2 separate regions of the Oryza sativa genome follow, and region 1 is linked to region 2. A link is a contact called in public HiCAR-type data. All regions are on one chromosome and are shown on one strand. Each heading gives the region's core, a stretch centred on a gene start, on an enhancer-like site or on the middle of the called end of the contact. The rest is flanking DNA. Distances are from core to core; before and after follow the strand shown. Region 1 holds the start of KIN4A (kinesin-like protein KIN-4A). Region 2 holds the start of LOC4346400 (protein DCL homolog, chloroplastic).

Evidence for each region. HiCAR-type assays count read pairs that join an accessible place to other places.
Region 1: a HiCAR-type map of leaf shows a contact between it and region 2, with 2.9 times the contacts expected there. The contact joins the promoter of KIN4A here to the promoter of LOC4346400 in region 2. A contact is called at or near these places in 2 of 15 Hi-C or Micro-C datasets (leaf and panicle) and 1 of 4 datasets of contacts at active chromatin or transcription factors (leaf).

What each region holds. Positions count from the first base shown.
Region 1 is chr9:5,174,472-5,180,309 of ASM3414082v1, reverse strand. KIN4A (kinesin-like protein KIN-4A) reads right to left here and starts at 2,270. Exons shown (of 25, transcript NR_175402.1): 1 at 1,611-2,270; 2 at 359-505; 3 at 1-18.
Region 2 is chr9:5,030,635-5,036,402 of ASM3414082v1, reverse strand. It overlaps LOC4346400 (protein DCL homolog, chloroplastic), which reads left to right and starts at 4,174. Exons shown (of 3, transcript XM_015755402.3): 1 at 4,174-4,380; 2 at 5,721-5,768. The coding sequence starts at 4,199.

The DNA.
Region 1 (5,838 bases), core at 1,021-3,520, 150 kb before region 2:
GGTCTTCCCTGACCCAGTCTGTAAAAAGGAAGAGATGAAACAACCACCAAATCAATCAGCATTTTTCCAATCTCTTCTCTTCTTTTCCTTTTTTTGTTCACAGAGGATGTGAAAAAACAAGAAAATGATCTAGCATCATGAGGCAGAAACAGCTGGAGAAGAAAAGCAACTAATAAGCAAGTGTGAAAAGAAAAGGAAAAGAAAAGAAAAGGGGATTAGCAGGCAGCAGCAGGAGGAGCAGGAGCAGGAGCACATGATGTGGTGCTGGCTTTTGCATCTTCCCCAACATGGTGGTCCATGGTGGCACATGGGGATGGAGATGGAAGCATATGATTGGATGGCAATGGCAATGGCGGACCTGGCCGTATGCGAGCACGGTGGCGTTGTAGCCCTGGAAGAGGCCGTCGACGAGCGGCGCCACGCACTCCTCGAACATGGCCGCCGACGGCGTGCCGGAGCTGCCGTACACATGGTCGAAGGTGAAGGAATGGCTCCCGATCTGAACCTGCAACAACAAAACCCATCAGCAACAACAAAACAAAGAAAGATATGCCCTTTTTTTTCACCCCCATCATCACCACCGCCACCACCGGTAAAAAGATTGATTTGGGAGAATGAAAGAAAGTAACTTTTCATCATCTCCCAAAGAAATGAAATTGGTGGGGAACCCAAGAAAGATCAACAAACAACAGTCTTATGGAGAGCAAACCATCTTACCAAAAGAATATGATACCTAAGCCAGATCTCATCATTCGAGTTTGTGTAATGGAGGATTAGATTAATTAAGGAACCTAATTAATCTTGCTGCGTTTTGTCTGAGAAAATGACTTAATAAATCTTGATGGAAGAAAGAAAAGGAAGGGAAGGGAAGAATCCAACAAGGATGAGTGTTGGATGGACAAAACTGGAGAAAGAAAACCTGGGTGATAATTGCGTGATGCTGACAGAATTCCAGCCCCAGATAAAAGAAAGGGTATAGCATTAGCGTCATCAACATTGGACGCAACTTCACACCAAAAAATGAGGAACATTTGGCGCTGCCGACAGTGAAAAAAATATATACAATTTTATTCTGAAGAAGAAAAAAGGAGAAGGAAGACTCTAGAGCCTCATTTAATGATGATCAAAAGGAAAAGAAAACAAAACTAAGAGAAAGGGAAAGCGAACAGATGGGCATCTCTATCATTTCATAGGGAGCTAAAACAAGGAAGCAAGCTAGATTCTCCATGAATTTTGACAAGTTTTTTTTTCTGAATTAGAGGACCAAAATTGGGGGAAACAACAAGTCCTCTTCTGAGCTCCTCTGTTCTTGTACTCAACAGAGAAAAACAGAGTCAGAGATTTTTCTTTCTTGACTTGGACAAAATATGTCTCCAATCTCTGAATTTAATTAAAAATTTCAGGTAATCTTAAAAGAACAATGCAGAGAACTTATCATATTGTTTGGATTTTCCCAGGAAATCACGTCCCCCCCAAAAAAAATAAAATAAAAGAGAAATCCAGAAACAATTGACAGGATGAGAGTCAATCTAGTCTCTCTGAATTGGGACGTATAAACAAGAAAAAAGAAGCCAAATGAGTGAGTGATAAAAAGAGAAGAGAAGGAATACCTGCGGCTTGCCGGAGACGACGGAGACGCAGTCCTTACAGCCCTGAAGCTTCTCGTCGCCGATGAGCGGGCGGACATGGACGGCCACCTTGACGCAGCAATCCTCGCCGTGCTCCATCGTCATCTTCGCCACCGACCATACAACAGCCGATGCAGCACAGAATGCGAGGCGGAGCCAATAAGGAGGATTCTGATGAAGATGAGTGAAGCAAGGATTAAAGAGGAGCCCTCTTCCTCCTCCTCCTCCTGCTGCTGCTACTGCTACTGATGCTGCCACTTCATCATGGTTTCTTGGGTTGTACTGCAATCTCGCCGTGCAGTTGCAGTTGCAGGTGGAGTTGGGATTCAGACGGATGGATGGAGATTTTGGTGAGGTGCGGTGAAGAAACTTCTCTCACCCGCAATTCTGTAACAACTTCCACCACCACCAACACACTTGTTGAATCCTCCTCGATCTAACAGCAACAGCACCAGCACCAGCAGTTGCAGCTACAAATGCTGCTCTTGATCTTTGGATCTTGCTGGCTTCTTGGGCTCTTCTTAGGAGGAGGATGGAGCGAAGGATCCGGAGATGTTTGGTGGTGGGTGGAGAAATGGAAATGGAGGAGAAGAAGAGGAAGAAGAAGAAGGAAGAGGAGGAAGAAGAGTGTGTAGGTGGGGTGTGTCTTAGTTAATCTCCTTGTCCCTTTTCTTTCTTTCTTTCTTTCTTTCTTTTTCTGCTTTTGGTGAGTGAGTGGAGTGCTTACTGCTTATACTGCTGCATTTCTTACCTTACCACCACTGCCCCTGCAACAAGGACATGGCATCTTCTTGGTTGTTAGCTACTCCTACTACTAGAGTAGCAGCATTCCCCCCCCCCCCCCTCTCTCTCTCTCTCTCTCTCTCTCTCACTCATGTTCTTTCTTTCACCTCCCATTAACTAACTAGTCCCTGCGACAGTATGTGTGCACCTGGTAAATCCTAATCACCTGATTAAAAGTGGGTTTACTACTACCAAATTATGGATAGGTACATATTGAACTCTTGGTTGGGATTTTGAGTTTTCAAGGGGAAAAAAGTCTGAAGGTAAATGCAGTGACAATATCCATGCTCATCAAGGCAATTCTAATCACCTGATTAAAGGTGGGGTTTAATACCAGATTATGGATAAGTACAAATCAATCTCTTGGTTGGAATTTTGAGTTTTCAAATAACAAATAATCTGCTGCTACTAAATGCAGCATGATAAAATCGCTGCTAAAATATCTCTCCTTTCATCCAAAGCCTTTATTGCAGCTTTACAAAAAATTTCAAGGCTGTTCAATGTAGTTAACAGAGATTTTTCCTCTTTTTCCCTTTAACATCGCTTTTTAAGTATTTTCCTTGATAAGGTGAAAGTGAAGGGTAAATTGCACTAGTGTACTAGTGCTAGAATCGCTAGAACAACTACAGTTAGAGTTAGGCTCAGCAGCATCTGATGATTCATTCACTGGGAGTGGATTGATTATTTTTTTCTATTTAGCTTACTGTTCATTTTCTTGGGTTCAGGGCCAGCCAGGAAACTGAACTGACTGCTACTGAAAGAAAGATGGACAAACACAAGATAAAACTAGGGGAAAATTAATAGGAGAAGACAAGCTACTACTATTACTAGTGCCACATTGTGTCAATTTTATACTAGTATAAGAATAATCACACTGTGTAGCAACAACAACAACAACATGGAGTAAAAACAATTAGCACTACCTGACAATTAATACTCTCAACAGCGTGTCAAGATCATTGCTCACATGTGTTTCCAATAGGAAAAAAGAAATCCGTTGAACATCTCTTACCAAAAATCTGTTGTCGACAACTGACTGAAATACAGTACTAGTACTGATACTCAAGTATACTTTCGGTAGTTCCAAAATTGCGAGTCATCATGTGTTTGCCTACCTTGTCAAATGTCACAGAATTAAACATGGATCCACAGACCAAATTAATGAGTTCTTTCTTTTTATTGACTGAGGGTGCGTTCTAGCCTGAGTTTGGCTTTTCCAACTTCCTCGTTTACCTTAAACGGTGTTTTTTTAAAAAAAAAGTTATATAGAAATTTATTTAAAAAACAAATAAAATCATTTTTCATATTTTTAATACTTAATACTAAATTAATCTTTTGCATGTTGACAATTTCTTTAGCAGAAAAGCTGAGTCAAATGGAGAATCGTCCTATGGCATGAAAATTTTTTTTTTCACGCATTCGCTCACCTCGCCCCACAACATAACTGAAGTAAAGAAGAGAAATTGCTGTGACCACTGTAGTTGGAAAGCATGGAGTGACTGAAGATGGTCACTCATGGCCATTCATGAGGGATGTGTAAAATTTTGGTTGCAAGATGGGGGATAGACATTGGATCCGGACCACTATTGTTGACCCAAAATGAAGTAACCAGCTTCAATGCAATGCAAAGAAGACCCCAATTAACATGCAGACGTCATAGGGCAGCTGAAACAATAACTTGGAAGCTAAGGTGTCAATTCGGTTGTCTATTGGCATATGGGGGATGTCAGTGGATGCGTACATATGGGGAGGTTAAAAAGATTTGGTCCAGAATTACATGGCTAGTGAGCTGATGTTAACTCGTTACCTCCACTAACAGTGACTTAATGCATTGTTTATGCAAAGCTGGTGATGCCCCTCTCACAAACCCATTATCATATTGTTTGTGAAAAGAGCTTTCTTTCTTGTCAACAAATGGATGGTAGTTAGCCAATCTCATGTGGCTTCAAGAGCAATTTATTTTCTTTCTTTCTCTGCATTCTTATTTTATTTTCTTGTTTACACATCTTCTTCTTTTTTCCCTTTTTGCTGCTAAATTATTCAAGGGCAGAATTGTTGGTGAGATCTTGCAGTAAGGGCTAATTAACTATTGCTGACCTCACTGTTTCTTTCACCTTTTTCCCCCTTGCTACTTTGCACTTTTTTACATAAAATTTTTAATGAACCTAGTCACAACCATTACTTGGCATATGAATGTGGCTTGGGGACCACAGGTTTGTGCATTTATCAATTGTCCAACTAGGCACATGTGGACACAGGAAATTTCTCGGATCATAATTTCATAAGGTTATATGTAGTCTATGGTTTACATGTTACACGACCCACTTTTTCTGCTCAACTTAATTTATATATTCCTATAATATATATTTCTCTTTTGGGTGTTGGTTTTTTCTGCCAATATAATGCATCACATTAGTTTTGGTGGAACCCGTTTTCTTTCTTAGACGATACCAATACGAAAAACATATATACTTTCTCAAAGCTAGTCCACACACAAATTTACACACAGAATGCAACTATCGAATTAACAAAGTATTTTTAGTGTACCCAGTTTTATTATTTTAATATATATACTAATATAAAAAAGTCTCACTCTCTTCTCTAAGTTCACTCACCAATTTACACACAAAACACTATGTTCTGTCCTATTGAATACATCCAACGGCCACATTTCTTCTCATGTCCTGCATTTCAAGTATTGATAACCATTATTACATCACTTCAATGTAATCTATTCCATCTTCTAATGAAAAGAGTAAATTAGAGTCATCAAATTGAAATCAAAACAAAAATTAGGTATTCCTCTCCTAGCCATCGCCATCACCTCTAAGCTCCTTATACAACTCATTGTTTTGCATGGCTACATACAGTTCCTTGGTTGTGTATTACAAAATGTTATTTTTTTTAATTCTAAGCCCCCTTCAGGGTGGAGGATAAGCAAAAGATTTTTGGAGGATTTTTTTCCATAAAGACCTCTTTGGTTCATAGAAAAAGATTAAAAAAAATCATAAGATTGCCCTCCTACGTACTGTCCAATTCCATAGGAAAATATGGGAATTTTTCCTATTTTAAAAACCTTTTAAATTTTAAATTTTAAAAATAAAATCTTCTGAAACTTATTTCTAAAATTTGAACCTTTTTTGTCATGTCACCCCGCTTGCGAAACAACACTACCACACCATCTACAATGGGCGTGGCAGCTTTGTTTTACCATGCCATCCAGCTAGAGTGGTAAAATAACATTGCCACGCAAGCCAGAGCGGCGTGGCCAAATAACAATGCTACTGTCAGCCAGGCTGTCATAGCAGCATTGTTTTTCCACATCAGTTTGACTAGCGTGGCCAAAAGGTTCAGATTTAAAAATAAGTTTAGGGAGAGTTTATCTTTAAAATAAAAAAAAGGTTAAAATTAAAAATGAAAATATGCA
Region 2 (5,768 bases), core at 2,925-5,424:
AATTGATCATATTGTACCCAATTTACAAATATCCCGCATTTCTATTAAATGTTGCATTCTTTTACAATGTCATGTGGGATGGGTCCTATTACTCATCCATATATTGTTTACCTTATGCCGTTGATTACTTGGGTATCAAAATAACTAGATGTTGGTTTAGGAAATGCTTAGCCATGCTTAGCTCAACTAGTACACAAATGGGGATAACATTATTACATAGACTTTGACTATTAGCATAGCTTTGGATTGATGCCACCGCAATGGTGTTAGTTAATTAAAATACACTGAATGGTGGGCTGTGGGTGTATGGTTTTGCTGGTCGCACCCATGACAGTTAAGGACCGGTTCACGGGAAACCCTGGGAGACTTACCGTGCTTACCACAAGAGGGAGTGGGTAACTGCTTGATCTGAAGTATAGCTCGACCCTTTCCTAGGCACCGGTCAGCCGGGGTGTCCGATTGTCCAACTGTCGAATTCACCGCAGCGCAAGAGGGGGCCGCCCACTGCCTTTTGAGGGGTGGGGGTGAAACCTTAGCGTGGTGTGGATGGTTAGGGGAGGGTTATGCGGAGGGTCTTGTCACGATTTCCCCCTTTGCAGTATCATAGTGATACTTCGGGGCATGGCGATATGTGTGGAATCGTGTCTTGTGGGTACAGTTGTACACCTCTGGCCAGAGTAAAACTATTCGAATAGCCGTGCCCGTGGTTATGAGCGATCAACCAGATTCACCGTGATTAGTCTCACCCCTAGTTTAGTTTGATGAACTGGTGTAGTTCAGGTGGTTGGTTGGGCCAGTTGCAACGTGGTGTAGCGTTGGACAGTGATTGGTTAATCTGGCTTAATCTACTACATCTGTTTTTACTGCTTTCAACTACTGTTTTTAAATGCCTGCTTTATTGCAAATGAACCCTAAGCCTCCTTTGGATATATCCTGCATCATACCTCCTCTTCCGGTATGACTTGCTGAGTACAGTGGGTAGTACTCAGTCTTGCTCTCTTTTTCCCCACACCAGAGCTGAAGATCTTCCTAGTTGGAGCTGTCTTGTCGAAGTTGGTTTCATCACTGCCGTCAAGAATTGCCTGTGGAGTGGAGTCGCCCCGCTGTAGAAGTCAAGCTTCTAAGTTTAGCTCGCTTTTATCTTTTCCGCTGTATTTGTAATCTTTTCTATTTTTGTAAGACGTGGATCTGTATGTCAACAATTGTCGTTTGTGTACCCTGGCTGGTTCTGGACAAGGATTTAATGCATATTCAGCTTAGAAATTCTGGTTCGTGAATTTCTGGGCGTGACAACCAGCCACCACCTCCACGCCGGCAAGCCTCATGCTGCTGCACCGGCACCTCAGTCGTGCCTCCACGCACTGCGCCCGGCTCCGCCGCCACCGGCCGCGCCTCACCGGCCTCCGCCGACGCCAGCCGCTCCTCCGTGCGCGCGCTGCCTCCGCTGTTGTCGCCGCGATTCTCCCGGCCGTGTCTCACCGGCCCCAGCGGCGTCTCCTTTCGTCGCCGCTGTTGCCCACAGCCGCGCCAGCCTCCTGCCAGGCTGCTAGCCGCACCAACCTCCTGTTGCTTGCCACCGCTAGGCAACTCCATGGTCGCGCCTGTCTCCAGCTGCCTGCCACTGCTCGGTCACTCCACGGCCGTGCCTGCATCCAATCCCTGCCACCACTCGGCGACTCCACGGCCACGTCTGCCTCCTCTCGACGACAGGGCTTCTGCCATCACCGTTGCTGCCGGTGGCCTGTTCACGCTGCCCCGTGCCTCCGCCGGCCACCATCTTTGCAAGCTTGACCATTGTCGGAGCCGACCGGTCCCACTCTAGCTAGGGGACCAGCTCCCGCCCCAGCAAGGCTGGGACGTCGCTCCTCCTCTGGCCGCCGTCGGGGTCACCGGGACCCGATCTGGCTGGCGGGAGGCCAGATCCATCGTCGAGGGAAGCAGATCCGCATCCGGCATGGCCGGATCCATCGTGCCGACCATCCGGCCGTCACCTCCTGCGACCCGCCGCCGCCGAGAAGCCCCCAGTGTCTCCCGCCGCTGGGCATCCTCGTGGGAGAGCTTGCGCCCCGCTGCCGTCGTCCTTGCAGCCGTCCGGTTTTGCCGACAAGCTGCTCGGGCGGCAGCGAGGCAAAGGGGAGGAGGAGGGAGGGGGCGGCGGTGGAGGATTTTTGCCGTCCGGGTTGCCCCTGGGACAGGTGCGACGCGGACAGGCCCGAGTGTAAAAAAAGTGGTTAGAATCTCATTCATATACACACACGTTCCATGTGATTCGATCGATACCCTATAATACTGTAAGATGAAATGCTACAGCGGTATCCGTGCGCTTGTGGATTTATCTGTGACCGTAACAAGTACCAACACTTAGTTCGCAAAAGAATTCATATATAGCCTTAGGATTGTGAAGATGGTTGCTCCAGACAAAATCCCTCGTGTTGTTGTTAGGCTAACCGGAGCCGCCATAGTAATGCTCATCGTATGTGTCTCGGGTTCCAACGGGCTGCAATATACTCCATAAAGCTTTCAAAGTTTTCATGTACAAAAGAGTTTTCATCCATACCCTGCAAAGACAAAAAAGAGAAACTACATGCCTTCCTTGGTGTTGAACGCCTTGAAATCTTGGAGAAGAGGGTCCAAAGGGTGGCTGGTTCACTGGAGGACCAAAAGGGTTGAAGTTTTGCTGATAATTTAGTGATGTGAAGATAAACTGAGATTAAGGTGTATGAGGTGAGAGAGACATGGTAACTACTCTCGAAGTTTGTTTGGGGATAGATTAGTGAAACTTGAGATTTTTCTAGGAGAGGGATCCACTGGAACTAGTTGTGTTCTAGCAAATTGATGAATGGAGCTACCTGTGCAACGGTTACTAACTTTTTTTGTTTAATATTTATGAATAATGTCACAGTCGATCTATGATTTTTTATTGTCTTCTTGTCTACCCATAGTGGTATGGATAGCTTTTGCTTTTTTTTTTTGCTATTTTTTTTCTATGGAGTAGTTCCACGATATTGCTAGAGGGCTGAATGAAATATTATATTGGTCATGAACTAGTTTTACAGTACATTACGTTTTACAGTACATCACGAATGTCCTTAATGCATGCAGGTAATCAAATACGTTCCGCATATACTATACCAACACATACAAAATGAGACATCGATTTCAATTTTGAAGACTGCATAGTCTGCATAGTGTATAGTTTTGTTTTAAATCTTTTATTAGTACTAGAATGCTGATGCATTGAATATTGGGGTATTTCTAAGTAGGTAGGTATAGAATTAAATTAATTTACAAGTAAAGTAAGTGTGAGAAATAAAATTGTATGGTTGGATTTAATTTTTGTTAAATTATCTATGATTAATTATACTCTCTGAAAATTTCTCAGAATTTTTAGATGTAAATTGTTAATTTTAATAATACAAACACCATTTAAGTATTTATTTAAATAAAAATCTAAATCAAAACGCTCATTTCTTTTTGGGCCATTTTCAGCCAATTTTCTTCCTCAGCCCACAGCCCAAGCTAGCCCACTTTCCCCCATTATGCTCTCCTCCGCCTCAGCCCGCAAGCGCACGTTCGGCCCAGCAAGCAACCGATGCCTCCTCCTGCTCTTCCTCTCATTGTCACGTGGATCCATTGCTACAGTGTCATCTCTAACCTCCGTTCGGACTCCCTCGGGTGCCCGACGTAGCCAGAAACTGTCTCCTCTGTGAAATCCGGCCGTATCCTTGAGATAATCCAAAATTAATTAAAGGTTTCTATCCTTATCTCCTCCTCTTTCCGTTTTCCCATGAATAGGAGCAAATTCGCTTCATATCGAGCTTGGAATTGGGCTCTATCCTAACCCTACGTTTTAGTCCATTTCGCTTGGAAAAAAATTGCGTAGCGGATGATGACAACGACGGATATATCATCCCGGAAATCTTACATATTTTTTAGTTATTAGTAGTTATTAGGTATAGGTATAGATAAAACGAAGGGGGGAAATAAAAAGATAAGAAGAAGAGAAGCATAAAGAAAGGGAAAAGTGCCTAAAATTGGGCCCAAATCCTAGGAAGCAAGCCCATAAGCCCAATTGGCCCAGCCCAACCAAACGAAAACCCTCTTGGGTGATGCTTGTGTTGGGCCGGCGGCTGGAGCCCCCAACCAAAACCCCAACCAAGCAGGAGCAGAAGCACAAGCAGAAGCAGCTCCTAAATTCATGGCGTTGGCCGCCGTCCTCTCCCGAGCCGCCGCGCGCCTCCTCCGCCCTCCCCTACCCCTCCGCACCCGCCATCTCTGCGCCCTCCCCTCCTCCTCCTCCCCCGCTCCGTCTGAGGCGGAGATCCTCGCCGAAATCGATCCCATCGTCGACCTCGTCAAGGACATCCTCCACTCCGCCAGGTGCGTCACTTTCTTCTTGCTTTTCTCTTGTATCATTTCGTACAATCCGATAGATGGGAAACCCGTAGCAATTAATTAACAACATCGATCGAGTAATGTAATTTGTAGACTACGTCACGTACCCTCAATGACATTAGGATTTCTATTTCTAGGTTTTCGCGTCATTTGGGGATTTAGCTTTTCTAAAAACATAGTACAAGAAACATACATGTAGTACAAACTTAGTACAGCGCTGCGAGTTTAAGTTTATTGATGGTGGATGCGAGGTTTACTACAGCACTTGGTAAACACATTTGTTGAGAACCAGAAACCTCATGAAAAATAATTTCTCACTACTAATATCCAACAGGACTCCTCATCATATACCATAAACATCTCGTGTATTTCTTTAAGAAAATAATTTTCTTCAGGGTTAGGTTGGCTGCCGAGATCCAAAAGTGTCCTTGGACACACGTCACGGCAATGCAGCTGGATGTGCACAAGGCTTTGCCAGCCGGCTGAACGTTGAGCCCATGAGCGTGATGCCTAGGAGGCAGTCGAGTATGAGTGCTTAGCAATGAATTAGGAGATAATTACAAACCACTTGTGACTTGTGACTCATATTTGTTAGCATCTTTGGTTTGCTACTATTTGAGTTTCCATTCTAGAATGGCTGCTGTCAAGAACTTTCAGTAGGCTTAAGCAAGAAATACTCAAAAAAAAAACTATTCAAGAACATAGCATCTACTCTTCTGGACCTTGTTTGTGGGTGACACTGACACCATGGCTCCATCCAAGCACAGGCTCTCTGTTCTGCATCCTCCTGTTTCAGTCAACTACATTCTGTGTTCCCTGCTCTCATCTAGTTCAGGTTGTGATAATCTGCTTGTTACCGATGTATGTGGAGCAAAAGACCCTTGAAATTTCTGTAAAAATTACTGCAAACTTCTATAAAACTCTTCAAAAATATAAATATTCTGTCTGAGCAACTAGAATTTCTAATAGGACCAGGAAACTCTGCTGAAGATTAATCCTTTGCTGCAGCTGAATCTGGTCTGATTACCTAGGATGGATTTATACACGCTAGTACTGCTTAATCCATACCAAACATCAGCTTAAATCATACCATTAGATGGATGAGCATACCCCTTAATACATTCACACTGCTGCGCCAGTTTTGATCGACCAGAATGCAAGTCACTGAAATTATGCGCGAGATCTTATCTAGTTATATGGTATGGCTTAAAATTTGGCACCATATAATGACAAGTTGATGCATTCTAATTGTAAAGATTTGCAAGGACTTATTGTTGTATGCTTGTCATCAAATCTACCTGCTTTCTGACATTCTGTTATAACAGATATGGAGATGGTGCATTTCTAAGTCCAGACGATCAAAAGGCTGTAGT